4 separate regions of the Mus musculus genome follow, and regions 1, 2 and 3 are each linked to region 4. A link is a contact called in public HiCAR-type, HiChIP or PLAC-seq and promoter capture Hi-C data. All regions are on one chromosome and are shown on one strand. Each heading gives the region's core, a stretch centred on a gene start, on an enhancer-like site or on the middle of the called end of the contact. The rest is flanking DNA. Distances are from core to core; before and after follow the strand shown. Region 1 holds the start of Chd2 (chromodomain helicase DNA binding protein 2). Region 2 holds the start of Chaserr (CHD2 adjacent suppressive regulatory RNA). Region 3 overlaps Slco3a1 (solute carrier organic anion transporter family, member 3a1). Region 4 holds the start of Akap13 (A kinase (PRKA) anchor protein 13).

Region 1 (3,228 bases), core at 166-2,665, 1.9 Mb after region 4:
TTTTCATTGATTGCTACTTTGGTAATAAATTTGATAAAGCAGTGATGGGGACTTTGTTGACCAAATGACGATTGGTGGTGTTTTTCTCAGTATATAGAACAAAGAATGAAATAGTCTGTTATTAATGTAAACTACCTTAGAATACACATCTGTGGTTAATACAGATGCAGTGTTTGTTCTTTGGATGATGTGAGGTGGTTGATATTTGTAAATTGAAAACTTGAGTTTTTGGATTTTGATGGAAATATGTTTGTAGACTTGAAACTGATTTTTTACATTTTCTTAGATTTAACATAATTACGTTTGGTAGTGAAACTAAAATGAATTCGTTTGCTGGAGTGTCATGGTTTTGACCAGTAGGGTTCAGTAAAGGAATGTTTTTAGTTTTTTCGGCATTTGTATGTGGTTGGTTACTTGTGTGCATGGGAGAGAATACTTTGTTGCATTTGTAATTTTGTTTCTATAGACCTCGTGCTTCCATCTGGAGGGGGTTTGTCTTTGACAGTTGATAATTGGCTGGTAGATGTGGCCTATTTAAGTGGCGGTGATTGATGAAATGTGAGTGTACTTAGAATTCGATTTCAAACATGAGTGAAAGGGTTCTTTTGATTTTGGAGTTGAGGTTGAGTGTTTGATTTAAAGGTGACCAAGGTTGGTGTAATTTCTTGAATTCGAAGTTATTAATTATGCCCAAATATATGTAAGAAGTAAATATGTTTGATGTGTGGCACTTCCAAGATTAATGGTTTACAAAGAAGTTTGTTTCTTCTGGGGGGGAAAATGGTTGTATTAACTTTTGCTCTACTGCAGTTGAACACTAGGGAGGCGCTCTTGAGTTGTAAAAAATTACCCCTTCCTTCCAGTTGAGGTGGAAAATTCCCCCTTAATCTTTAGATGTTTTTAGGCACCATAAAGAAGGCAAGAGTTGATTTAATTTATGGTGTTGAAATGTTGCTTCTATTTACAAGCCATTTTACCCATGGTGGGGTGTTAATTATTTTAAAGATTAGTTCTTAAACTGAGCTTTAGAGTCTCTTGAAATTATCTTTATTTCAAAATGGCTTGATAAAACTCCACTTCCTGTCCAGGGAGGAAGTTATTTTAGCTCAAGGACTGAAATATTTAGCAGATCTTTAGACAAAAGGAACAAATTACATTTCTCTCTGGCTTAAAAAGGGTGCTTGAGCCAGAGGGGGTTAAGAAGCCCTTCCCCCTCCCTCTGATGGAGTGGTCTGGAGGGGCAGGGAGGTGTGGAGTTGGGGGTCTTCTGGCTCTCTTGGATGGAGAATCTGGTTCTTTTTCTTTCTTTCTTTCTTTTTTTTTTTTTTTTGGTGGAGATGAAGGGGTGGGTCTATGGTACATCACCTGAGTTGTGGGGTAAATGTAGAGAGTGTCAATCAAAGGCAGAGCTCTCAGAGCTGGGAAGGAGGCTCTAGATGGCGGCTGTGCCTTAGAGAGAGCGCGCTTTGCTCCCTGCTTCGGTTCACTTTACGCAACTTTCCCTAACTTTCGGGCAGCCTCAGGGGGCCCCCGCAGCCCCCTGCCTCTTCTAGTGACTTACTGGGGTCGATCCGAACCTTTTTTTGGGAGAAAAGCTGCTTTTAGGAGCTTTCTTTTCGTGCCTTGTTGGAAGAAGCTGCCGTATTGAGAGCCCAGGTCGTTGTTTTTTCCAGCTTAGAAGCCATGGCGCACCTCCATTTTTGTGCGCTCTCCTAATGAGGTTTTTTTTTCCCCTTCCGGACCTGTTTTAGTATTAATTATTGCTTTATTTTTTGACAAGTCAACATATTTGAGGATTATTTCATTTACTTTTTGTTTTTTAACGGAGAATTTTGCGTTTTTAAAAATTATTTTGGATCGGATATTTTTCTACTACTAGATAGGACTCTTGCTTTGGACCTACTACATGGATCAGGTAAGTCCATGATAATCAGTGATAATTTTAAAAAAATTAATGTTGAACTTGGCTTTATTTACTGTAAATATGAGAAATTCCTGGATGACGCAATAAGATAGAGAGATTGTTATTTGTATCCAGTGTGTTACTTTTGAGAAACTTTCCTTATTGATAGTGATGCTTCTGTCGTTCAGTTTATCCCCCTCTCATTTTAAAACGGAAAAATAGAAATATTTTGTTTTTCTGGTGTTTATCGTTGTTGCATTACATGAATATCGCTAACATCGTCAGGACTTTGTTCCTGATAATAAAACCATCCGCAGAAGCTGGGACCTCACCTTTCTTTCAACTTTTGACAGTAAATACCTGGGCACAGGACTTCAAAGCAAACACAGATTCCCCCTCCCCCTTAATATTTAAGAATTAAAAGATGATGAGAAATAAGGACAAAAGCCAAGAGGAGGACAGTTCGCTACACAGCAATGCATCGAGGTATGAGCTATCAACTTTCTTTCTTTCTTTCTTTTTTTTTTTTTTTCGGGAAACCTCAGCTTACACTTGTTTACTTTGACAGACATGGATTGCTGTCTGTATTTCAAGAATTTTCTAACTTGGGTTGGTTTTTAAAGCGTGACCTTGAGATTGCTAACATGCCACACCCTGATTTTTTGGTATCAATTTATGAAAGTTGAGTTGTGACTTAAGGCCTCTTACAGCATTCAGAAGGTAATGTACTTTTCTCCGGAGGGGCCTTTCCTAGAAACTGTAGTTTTTCTGTCAGTAAATTTTCAGGTTTTAGGTTTTCATGCTGCAGAAAAATGACCTTGTCTGTTTAGCCATTGCTGCATTGCACCATTTTACATACAAGGCAAATTTTTTTCTTTGAAGAATCTGGGATATTCAAACTTGTAACCGAGGGCCATAGAGCAGCCTGGTAGTAGTAAATTATAGTAAATAGACATTTGAGAAAGTTATATGAATGAAAAAATGTACATTTAAAAACACAATCACAAATAGGACCCCTTGACTGATGCCTTTCAGTTTATATTTTTGATTGTTTCTTTTGATACACGTGACAATTAAAATTTTTTTTATGACTTATCAAAACCTTAATAAATAGTTCCTGAGATCATTAAATCTGTAACCACAAAAATTTTGGAATGCTATTAATACTTAAGCTTTGTGTTTGTTACTATGGCAATGTAATTGTATTTTTTATGCTTAAAATATTACAAGGTTTATGTTTGTGTATATTAAGACAGTTCTTTCTGGTTGATAATAATTGTATTTTATTTTATCCTTATGTTTTAGTTGGTGCTGCTTTAAATGTA
Region 2 (2,932 bases), core at 145-2,644, 1.9 Mb after region 4:
AAGCGACTCCTATACTGTGTCCTTTCACCTCCTGTGTACATTAAGTGCTGTGACACTTAATGTGGACAGACAGACAGACACATACACACGCTCAAATTAACGTTAAAAAACATCAGGACAGCCAACACTATGTTAAAGAGACCTGATTCCACACCCCTCCAAAAGGGAACTAGAACGACTTTTGTGGTCCATGATCAAGTAATGTGATTTTTAACCCAGGAGCAAACTAAGTTTCAAGAGAATTTTAGAACTGTTCCTCTCATCTCAACAAGCAAGCCCCTTCTTAAAAGTGTTTTTCCCTCATGGAAACTAATAGCATATTTTCTTTTCCCCTAGCCCCTTGCCAAAAGAAACATTTCCACATTCCGCTTCTGTGCGAGAACAACTTCCTTAGATACTTGAGGACAGACGGTTCAGAGATTCATTTGTATTCTGCCTAAACTTGTTTCCAGGCAGAAGTGGGAAGAAGAAATGTAAAAGAGTGGAGTTTTTGAGAGGAAATGAAGCTTGTACTGTGTAATTCTCTGGGGGAAAGCTGGATAGACATGTTTAAACTACCACTTCAACAACGCTGCCCTAAAATGTGGGATCCAGCTAATCAGAATTAAGAGGCTGGTTTGTTAGGCCCTCAGGACTACTGGGCATGCTACTAGATTACCTCAAATAAGTGGTATATCAAGTCAGATATTAGGTTAGCGAATGTGCTGGTCATAACCTGCCTGTGGTCTGGTTCCTTAGGGGCAAAAAATCCTGAGGCTATGGCGCTTGCCCAAGAAGGAAGGTTCTGCAGTTTTTGCTTATCTTGTCAATCATGTCGTTTTCGCTCTATCACTTCCTCTTCCTTTGTGGACGAAAAAAATCTCAAGTCAGAAACAGGAAAGGTTAGCTTTTAATGGCTCGTCCGTACACAAACTACCTTCGAGGGTCCGCACTGCGGAGCAGAAAGTTACGTCTCTCCCCGCAAACCCAGAGTTTCACTATCTGCCAATCGCAGGTCAGGACTTCTCTCCTGAAACGCCCACGGGCTATGATTGGCATTAAATAAGCCCTATTGGTGCTGAGAACATGGAAGCGGTGGGTTCAGAACTGACCAATAGTATGCAGTTGGGGCGGGAGGAAGGTACGAACGAAGTGCGTGATGCCGCTCCGGGAAGCGAGGGCAGGAAGCTAGCCCAGCCAATGGCCGCCGCGGGCGGGTGTCGGCGCGCGTGCGCACTGGGGGTCCCGGAGCTGCAGGCGGGAGGTTGGGGGAGGGGAGCGAGCTGGAGCGCCGCGGAGCTCTAGCCGCCGCCGCAGCTCCCGCCGCAGCGAAGAGGCCATGTTGTGTGGTGTGTGGGGCGGGGGGAGGAGGAGGAGGGAGGAAAGCCGAGCGAGGAGACGGGAGAGACACCACACACGGCACAAGATGGCCGGAGAGGCAGCAGCAAGCCCAGCTGTCAGGCGGTCTGCCGCGGCCCGTGGGCTCGCCGCTGCGCTGGGAGCGCTACCCCGGCGTCCTGGAGGGCTCTGGGAGAGCGGGGAGGCCGCGGCTGGGGCGAGGCGGCCGCGCGCGATGTGGGAGCTCGCGGCCGGAGCGCCCGGGGAGGCCGGGCCCACGACGCCCGTGGCTCCGCTGCGGCAGCGGCGGTGCTGGTGTCGCGCGCGGCCGGGAGGCGGCTTCGCGCCGCGGGCGGGAGGCTGCGGCGGGCGACCCGTCCTGGACACGCGAGGAAGAGCGAGCCGATGGCGGCAGGGGCCGCGCTTCGACCCGGTGAGTAGCTCCCCTGCTCCCTTTATTGTCCTTTGTCCTTGGGAGGAAAAGCACGACGTCCTTGAGCGCGGGCGGGAGGGGCGGCGGGTGGCTGCCGGCTGGCTCTGCACACGCAGCCCCGGGCACTGCCGCGGAGGGCCGATGCCACGGGAGCACGGGGTCGGGCCACCGCGTTCCCGCTGCATACCCAGCCGGGCGCCGCGCTGCGGTCCGAGCCAGCGGGGAGAGGGCGGCGGCCGCGCCGTGGAACCCCTGCTTGCTCTGGTGAGTTACTTCGATACTTAGCGAGAAATAACAACAATCCTCCGTTGATGGGCTTTTAAAAATCTTTTCCAGTGAGGTGGGAACCCATCTTTGGGGTCGGATCTAAAAGAACAATGGAACCTCTCACTTCGCTTAAACCAAAATAAAACTTGTCTTTTTCCCCCCTTCTCCCTGTTGGGTGTTGGCTTTTAACTCTTTCTAAGCTGCTTTTGAGAACGGCTGTTAGTGTTCTAGATGCAAAGGTACCTTTCAGCTTGTTAAACGTCCGTGACGTTTGTTGTCTTTTAGAAAAGGCAAGTTACAGGAGTGCATCTAGTATTTCAAAAATGACGACGGCAACAAGGCAGTTTAAAGGAAGTAGATTTGATAATTATGGTGCAAGATGATGGCGTTTGATGAATACAGCTTATTTTTACCGAGAACTTTCGTTAAGACCATTTGACATCCTGATACTTGAACATAACCGTACTGTTTGATACTTTTTTAAATGAGTAGGTAAAGCCGTTATCAGCAACTTCTCACTTGAATGTTAAATCTAACTTGAGGCGGTTCCGACCCTTTACAAGTTAAAATTCATCTTGTTTAAAAGAGAGTGTATACTATTAGAAACCTTGGCCGTAAAAGTTAAGAAATATTCTAAAAGCAGAGCTCTTTAAGTTACTTAGTGTAAATCCTGAAGTAAGACTGCCATTGATGGGCGATGAAGAGGGGCCATATTTGTTGCATTTGTTGCACGTATAAAAGTCGAGGTGTGCTTAGAAACGGAACAGTATGGAAACAACAGTTTTAAAAAATTTGTTTCTGCATACTCATTTAAAAATTATTTGAGGTAATTTAGGATCAGTCGTTGGAAGACTAGGAGTGTTCAGACCTTTGTGTATTTTTGAATATATTTGTCTTCATTCTGCGGAGCTCTTG
Region 3 (3,035 bases), core at 470-2,969, 1.1 Mb after region 4:
CTGTATGACCCTTACCTAGAACATGGGGATGGATATAACCTGTGTTACATTGACTTTTGTTTATTGTTTTAAAGGGGGTATGGGAGCCTTAACAGTGAATAGCTGCTAGGTAAAAGTTAGATTCTTCATAGGTCACTGGGAAGGGACTGGGGATTATGGAACTTTCTGGAGTCCCCAGGGATTGCTAGGTTGCTATTTCTTTATGGCCAGAGGACTACACGTACACACACACAGGCACCCACACATGCATGCATAGATGCATGCATGCCACACATATTTTCCATGCTCCAGGAATAGCAGCCTCTTAGGACACCGCAGGGGGATGACATGCCCTCCTTTCAGCCACTACTGTGTATAGCCCAAGCCCAAGCTTAGCACAGTCTCCAGGTCAGTCCTCCATATCTTTTTGTGAGTGTTGGCATTATTCTGGGGCTGAGGTAAATTTTTGACATCCTGCACCAGGAAAGGAGCCCAGTCCCTCTGCCATGCAGCCTGTGACAGCCCAACCGTGATCTGCCTCACAGGCTCTGGTCAGAGTCATGTTCCTGGCCCAAGTGTTGGATCCAGTTTCCAGTTTCAAGCTTGGGAGGTTTGGGTAACTTATATCCTCTGTAAAAAGGGTTAATTACCTGTAAATGAACTAGAGGACACTTTCTGCCTCCACCACATGGTGACAAACAGCCCTTCCCATGGTTCTGGGGCCAATTGTTTTCCAGAAGAGTAGGTTCCTGTGCCAGGGGACTCCAGGAGACTGTGAGCCCCTCTCCTCTCCTTTCAACCACCTGGGACCTTTGGGTTAGGTCTCATACTGTTTATTTAATGACTTTTACTATGGCATTATAGAAATCAAGATATAGAAATACTCTGAACTGGAGGGAGAACCCACCACAGACTTATCCTCAGATAGTCCCTGTCAGGGAAGACAGATCTTTGCAGAGCATCCTGTGTCTTTCTCTCCATCCCCCCACACACATCCAGGAGGGCGCCCCTTCCACTGTCACAGGAAAGTACACAGGAGCATGCTGTCACAGAAGGGCCAGTGACTAAGGATATTTCCTTTTCCAAAAGAATTTGCATATTTTAATTGAAGGCAGATGCCTTAAGTTAATTCAGAGCAGCACACTTGCGTTGAACATCTATTCTTCTGAAAGGAATAAAATTCTGAAAGCTCAGTGGGAAGGACAGGGGCATCTTTATGGAGGAGGTGACATTTGAGGAAGTGTGTCATCCCCAAGGCCCTAAAGACTCTCCGAGCTTTGAGAAGGTGGGTGATGTGGACACACGAGTTCTGGCTAGAATGACTCAGGGAACAAGAGAGAAGGGAGGTGGCTTGCAAAGGCAGGGTCTGGCAGAGGGAGACCAGCTGGCTCAAGGAGAGAATTTCTAATACTGGACTTGCAGATATGGCCAAGGGGATTAATTGGGTGGTGTGATCCAGCACCAAAGCCTAAGGTAGTCTCTGATGTGCCAGGACACTCTTGGTTTCCTGCTACCAACCCAGCCCAAGGCTTGCTGCATAGCCTCCAGCACCACAACTGTGGTCCTTTTACAGGCTTATCAAGACCTTCTCTGGAAGTCAGTGTGTCCCCAAGATTCTGGCTTTTATCCAACCTCTCCCACAACAGGGCTTCCTTGGGGATACCTTCTGGACCAATGCCTCTGGCCTCCTCCTTGCTGTACTCCTTCACAGTGAGTCAGAAGCTGTAGATCTGGGCTGGACCAGTTCTTTGGGATCTGCGCATTTCTGAGTATGAGAGCTGGAGATGGGAAAACTCTAGACCAGGTACCAGCTTGGCCTGTGCCATGAGGTCATCCAAAAGGGACGGCCAACATGGGTAGCTAAAAATAGCCCTGCACAGCTAGCTCAAATTCTGCATGTGGTCTCAAGCTCCATGGGAAAGGGAATTTAACTGTTTTGGACCTGGATAATATGCTGTTGTGTGATTCATTTGGGGATGTGCCGATGGCAAGCAATTGAGAGTGACCTCAACAAAGGTCTGGGGAACAGCAGTGTCACATGATAACATCTGGAGCTTTCATGTATTGGTAGATCTCCAGTAAACGTCATTTCAGCCTGTGCCTTGGATAAAAAAAAAAAGGTGGAGTGTTTGGCATATGGAAGAGAGAATGGTGGAGTAACAATTGCCCCAAAGTCAGATGAGCCAGGCTACAAGGCCTAACCCTACCTCCCATTGGCTAGATGACCTGGAAAACTGTTCTATCCCCTAAGAGCCTCTCTTTCTCTGTCTAGAAAATGGGGGCAGTTAAAAACTGTCCCAAACAAGAATCATGGTGATGGAGGAGAATCAATTAAAACCACAGCTTGGTACACAGTGGGGGCTTCACATGAATTGATCCTTTTAGTAGAATGATTAATGTTTAGAATGCCACAGAGTCCAGCATTGTTCTGAGTTTTCTCTTTCTCTGTGGACTTTCTTATATAACTATGTGACGTAGATGCTAAAGTTGGCTGCATTTTGTAGAGGGTGTGAATGACATTTCAGGATGTTTACTCTGTGCTAACTTGTGACTGGGGACAAGTTAATGACTTCAGCAGGCTGACCTTGAGGCCGCATTAGTGATAGGCACTTACCTAACAGAGCCTCCTATGGGTGGCCCCCTACAATAGAGACTTGTGATAGATTCTACTCTGCATTTATTAACATTTTCCTCCATACTCCCCACCAGCTAGCCTTCTCCAAAGTCTAAAGAACTCAGGGGACTGAGATAGCTCAGACAGTAAAGGTGCTTGTCACCAAGCCTGGTAGCCTGAATCTGATCCCCAGAACTGACATGGTAAAAGGAGAGAACTGAGTCACAATTTGTTTTCTGCTCTCTACATGCACATGGTAGTATGCACACATGCACACACACAGAAACGAATAAATAAATGTGATTGATGTTTTTTAAAGGAATCAAGACTAAGTACTTTTCCTAGTCTAATGTCTCTGCTGTAATAAAAGGAGATTTGGCTAAGGCTAAGTAACATGAATGCACAGCTGGCCTTTCCCATGCAGCCCTGCATCCAGAGTAAT
Region 4 (2,866 bases), core at 33-2,532:
GTTTCAGTATGAATGATAGGGTTCTCTCTTGGGAGCTAAAACTGAATTACCATTACAGCGCAAGTCTAGTCAACGAAATGCAGCGGAATGATTCCCAAGAGATGATGGTGTACAAAGTGACACACTGGTTTATCTCAGAGTCATCTCGACTGATAGGAACTTCTTTACAGACAATGAATGCACGTTCAAGAACTGGAGCGCTCCTCCTGACCCGGGCAATCCAAAAGTTTGGGGGGTGGGGGTTTAAATGAGTAAGTGACTTCGGGAAATCATGAGGGTAGTAACAAAAAACAGACAGACAGACAGACAGACAAAAAGGCACATCACTTTGTAAATCTGCTCAACGCAATGAACTCTCAAAATAACTTCATTATGAAGGGGAAAAGCAAAGACTGAAACACTCAGAGATTGCTCAATCCATTTTCATTGTGAACTCCTGAGTTCACAGTAGAGTCTAGACACTTAGAGTTAGCCAATATTTTCAGCCGAAAGACAGACACTTTCTTAGCGAGAAATAAACTGAGGGTGCGTCTCGCACCCCAGTTAAGTGTCAGCGAGCCTATTTACGAAAAGCAGTGATTCGCTAGTTCTCAAAGTGCTTGCACTAGAGCTCGAGGGGCAGAGGAGTCGAATGCGCCACCGTTCCCGGGGCGCCCACCGCGCCCCCCTCCCCATCTCGGGAGAAAGCCCCCAAAGGTGGCCGGGGCGCGCAGTGTTTACCCGGCTTGACTGCCCCGGGGAGCTGCTCGTTCCCGGAGCCGCACTCTCTGTTCGAGCGGCGCGCCCCACCGAGCAGCCGTCCCTCAGAGGAGAGCCGCAGCCGGCGCCACAGAAGCGGGCAGCAGAGGAACGTGGGTCCGAGGAGGCCGGGATCGGCGGCCGCGCTATCCACCCCTGGCTGCCGATGCTAAGAAGGGTCCGCCACCCGCGTCGCGCCCGCGCGTCCCCGCGTCCCGCAGCTCGCGCGCGCGGCCGAGAGCAGCCGAGGGGGAGGGGCGGCTGCGCGCGCGCCCCCTCCTCAGACGCCCAAACTTCCCTCAACTCCCTCAACTAAGTTGCGCTCTCACCGTGCGGCTCCCCGGGCTCCCCCGCGGGCCGAGCCGGAGCAGCTCCGCGCCTTGGCCGCGGAGAAGGACAATAGGCGGCCGCTCCCTCGGCGGCGGCGGTGACGGCTGGAGCAAGGAGCAAGCACGGCGGTCTCAACCGAGCCCAAGAGCTTAGCAGCAGCAGCTCCGGCTCTGCGACCGCCCTGCACACAGACCTGCCCACCCGCGCATGCGCCGCCTGCGGCCCGGGGTGGGCGGTGCAACGAGCCAAGCCTAAAAGTTTCTATTGGACAATTAGACTACCCATCATGTTCTGTGAGCCCAATAGGAAGGCTTCTTGGCAGTTGGCTCTGGTTGCTAAGGAACGATGAGGTTGACCGCCACTGCTGCCAGGCGGCAAAGTGATCAAAGTCGGGTGGCTGGCAGCAGCTGCTGGGGAAATGCCCACCCACCTTCTCCTATCCGCCCCATCACCGGAAGCCACCCTTCCTCTGTGCGCCTGGTGCTTACCTAAGTCGGAGCACTTACCACACGTTGACGCTAAGACTCAATAGAGTCTTCTTAAGAGTCCAAGGTGGAGCGGCACAAAGTACTCAAGTATGTTGGATGGGTGAAGATTGTCACAGTGACTTTGAGCTATTCGATCACCACAAAATCATTGCCTTTGAGTTGCTATGGACTTCAGAAACCATCTAGTTGCTTCGGAGAAACCAAGTATGGACATGTTCCAATGGTGACCCAAGATACTACATTAATTGGTACAAAAAGAAACTTCTTTTTGATAGTTACATATTGTAATGTGTTATTAAGGGAAAACATGCCTATAATGCCAAACTATTTTGACATGTTATTTTTTCGGTCAATAGAAAGTTGGGGGGGGGGGGAGCCGGGGATTATGAATATTACGCAAGAAATGTGAGGTTTTCTGTGCAGTTTAATATTTATTGTGGTCGAAGTAAGAAAGGTAGTTTCCTAGGAGGAGAAGGGTATTGACTGGGAAGGAACAGAATGGAATCTCTGCGAGTACTGGCCTTGCATTTTTATTTAGGTGATCAAAACATATTAATATGAAAATATTATGTGGCTGTACCCCTAAGATAAATACCCCATTGGGGGACAGTTTCCTTTAAGTATTGGACTCCCTCTGGCCAACCATCTCCCAGTAGATGACCCAGCACCCACACAGCTATGGACAGTACAAGTTGAACACAGTGGATCATAAGTTTTTTTAAAGAGCAGAAGGAGAATAAGAAGTTGAGAGGGATGGGTTGGGAGAATGTGGCCAAAGTATATTATATGAATGAAGAAAATGTTCAAAGAATTATATGAAAAGATTAACTTCATATAATTTCAAAGTCAGTTTAAAAAAAATAGTAATACAAGATATGGACCTGCCAAAAACTGCAAGAATGGAAGTCACTGTCATTTGGGAAGTTTTAATCCAGACAAGGTCACTACCATCATGAAAATATTTAACAGAAAGTATTATCAGTGCCTGGTGATTGTACCAGGCATTTTCTGTTGTTAAATGTCACTTTCCCTTTTTAAAATTATTTTAATTGAAAAGATGCTTCATATAACATGTTTTGATCTTGTTTTCCCACTCTCCAGTTCCTCTCAGATCCTCCCCACCTCCCTACTCATCCAACTTCATGTTTTTTCTTTTCTTCTTCCTTCATAAAACAAAAGCAAAAAGTACGAAACACAAAAATGGAAATCAAACAATCAAATCCAGGATCAAGTCCAAAAAGAAAAAGAAAGCCAAAACACAGCACAATGAAACAAAAAGTCCACAAAAATACCACTGAGTCCATTTTGTG

Evidence for each region. Promoter capture Hi-C pulls out the DNA fragments that hold promoters and counts their contacts. HiCAR-type assays count read pairs that join an accessible place to other places. HiChIP or PLAC-seq counts read pairs in DNA pulled down with a chosen protein or histone mark.
Region 1: a contact with region 4 is called in a promoter capture Hi-C map of pre-B cells, with 3 times the contacts expected there. The contact joins the promoter of Chd2 here to the promoter of Akap13 in region 4. A contact is called at or near these places in 2 of 39 promoter capture datasets (liver and pre-B cells).
Region 2: a HiCAR-type map of fibro-adipogenic progenitors shows a contact between it and region 4, with 4 times the contacts expected there. The contact joins the promoter of Chaserr here to the promoter of Akap13 in region 4. A contact is called at or near these places in 2 of 39 promoter capture datasets (3T3-L1-derived adipocytes and liver) and 2 of 115 datasets of contacts at active chromatin or transcription factors (fibro-adipogenic progenitors and large pre-B cells).
Region 3: a contact with region 4 is called in an H3K27ac HiChIP or PLAC-seq map of cardiomyocytes, with 4 times the contacts expected there. The contact joins the enhancer-like site here to the promoter of Akap13 in region 4. A contact is called at or near these places in 3 of 39 promoter capture datasets (the 3T3-L1 cell line and hippocampal neurons) and 1 of 115 datasets of contacts at active chromatin or transcription factors (cardiomyocytes).

Annotation. Positions count from the first base shown.
Region 1 is chr7:73,539,933-73,543,160 of GRCm38.p6, reverse strand. It overlaps Chd2 (chromodomain helicase DNA binding protein 2), which reads left to right and starts at 1,415. Exons shown (of 39, transcript NM_001081345.2): 1 at 1,415-1,915; 2 at 2,257-2,389. The coding sequence starts at 2,328. It overlaps Chaserr (CHD2 adjacent suppressive regulatory RNA), which reads left to right. Exons shown (of 5, transcript NR_037569.1): 5 at 1-3,228.
Region 2 is chr7:73,556,857-73,559,788 of GRCm38.p6, reverse strand. It overlaps Chaserr (CHD2 adjacent suppressive regulatory RNA), which reads left to right and starts at 1,394. Exons shown (of 5, transcript NR_037569.1): 1 at 1,394-1,750. RefSeq lists a cis regulatory region at 823-1,912.
Region 3 is chr7:74,380,740-74,383,774 of GRCm38.p6, reverse strand. All of the region lies in intron 2 of Slco3a1 (solute carrier organic anion transporter family, member 3a1), which reads left to right. Among named protein-coding and RNA genes, the nearest start is that of Slco3a1, 170 kb to the left of the region's middle. Within about 2 kb of position 1,719, at least 37 of the 459 cell types and tissues checked have an H3K27ac peak or open chromatin away from gene starts, as enhancers often do. A contact at or near this core is called in cardiomyocytes, where this site is marked.
Region 4 is chr7:75,453,950-75,456,815 of GRCm38.p6, reverse strand. Akap13 (A kinase (PRKA) anchor protein 13) reads right to left here and starts at 1,282. Exons shown (of 37, transcript NM_029332.1): 1 at 1,068-1,282.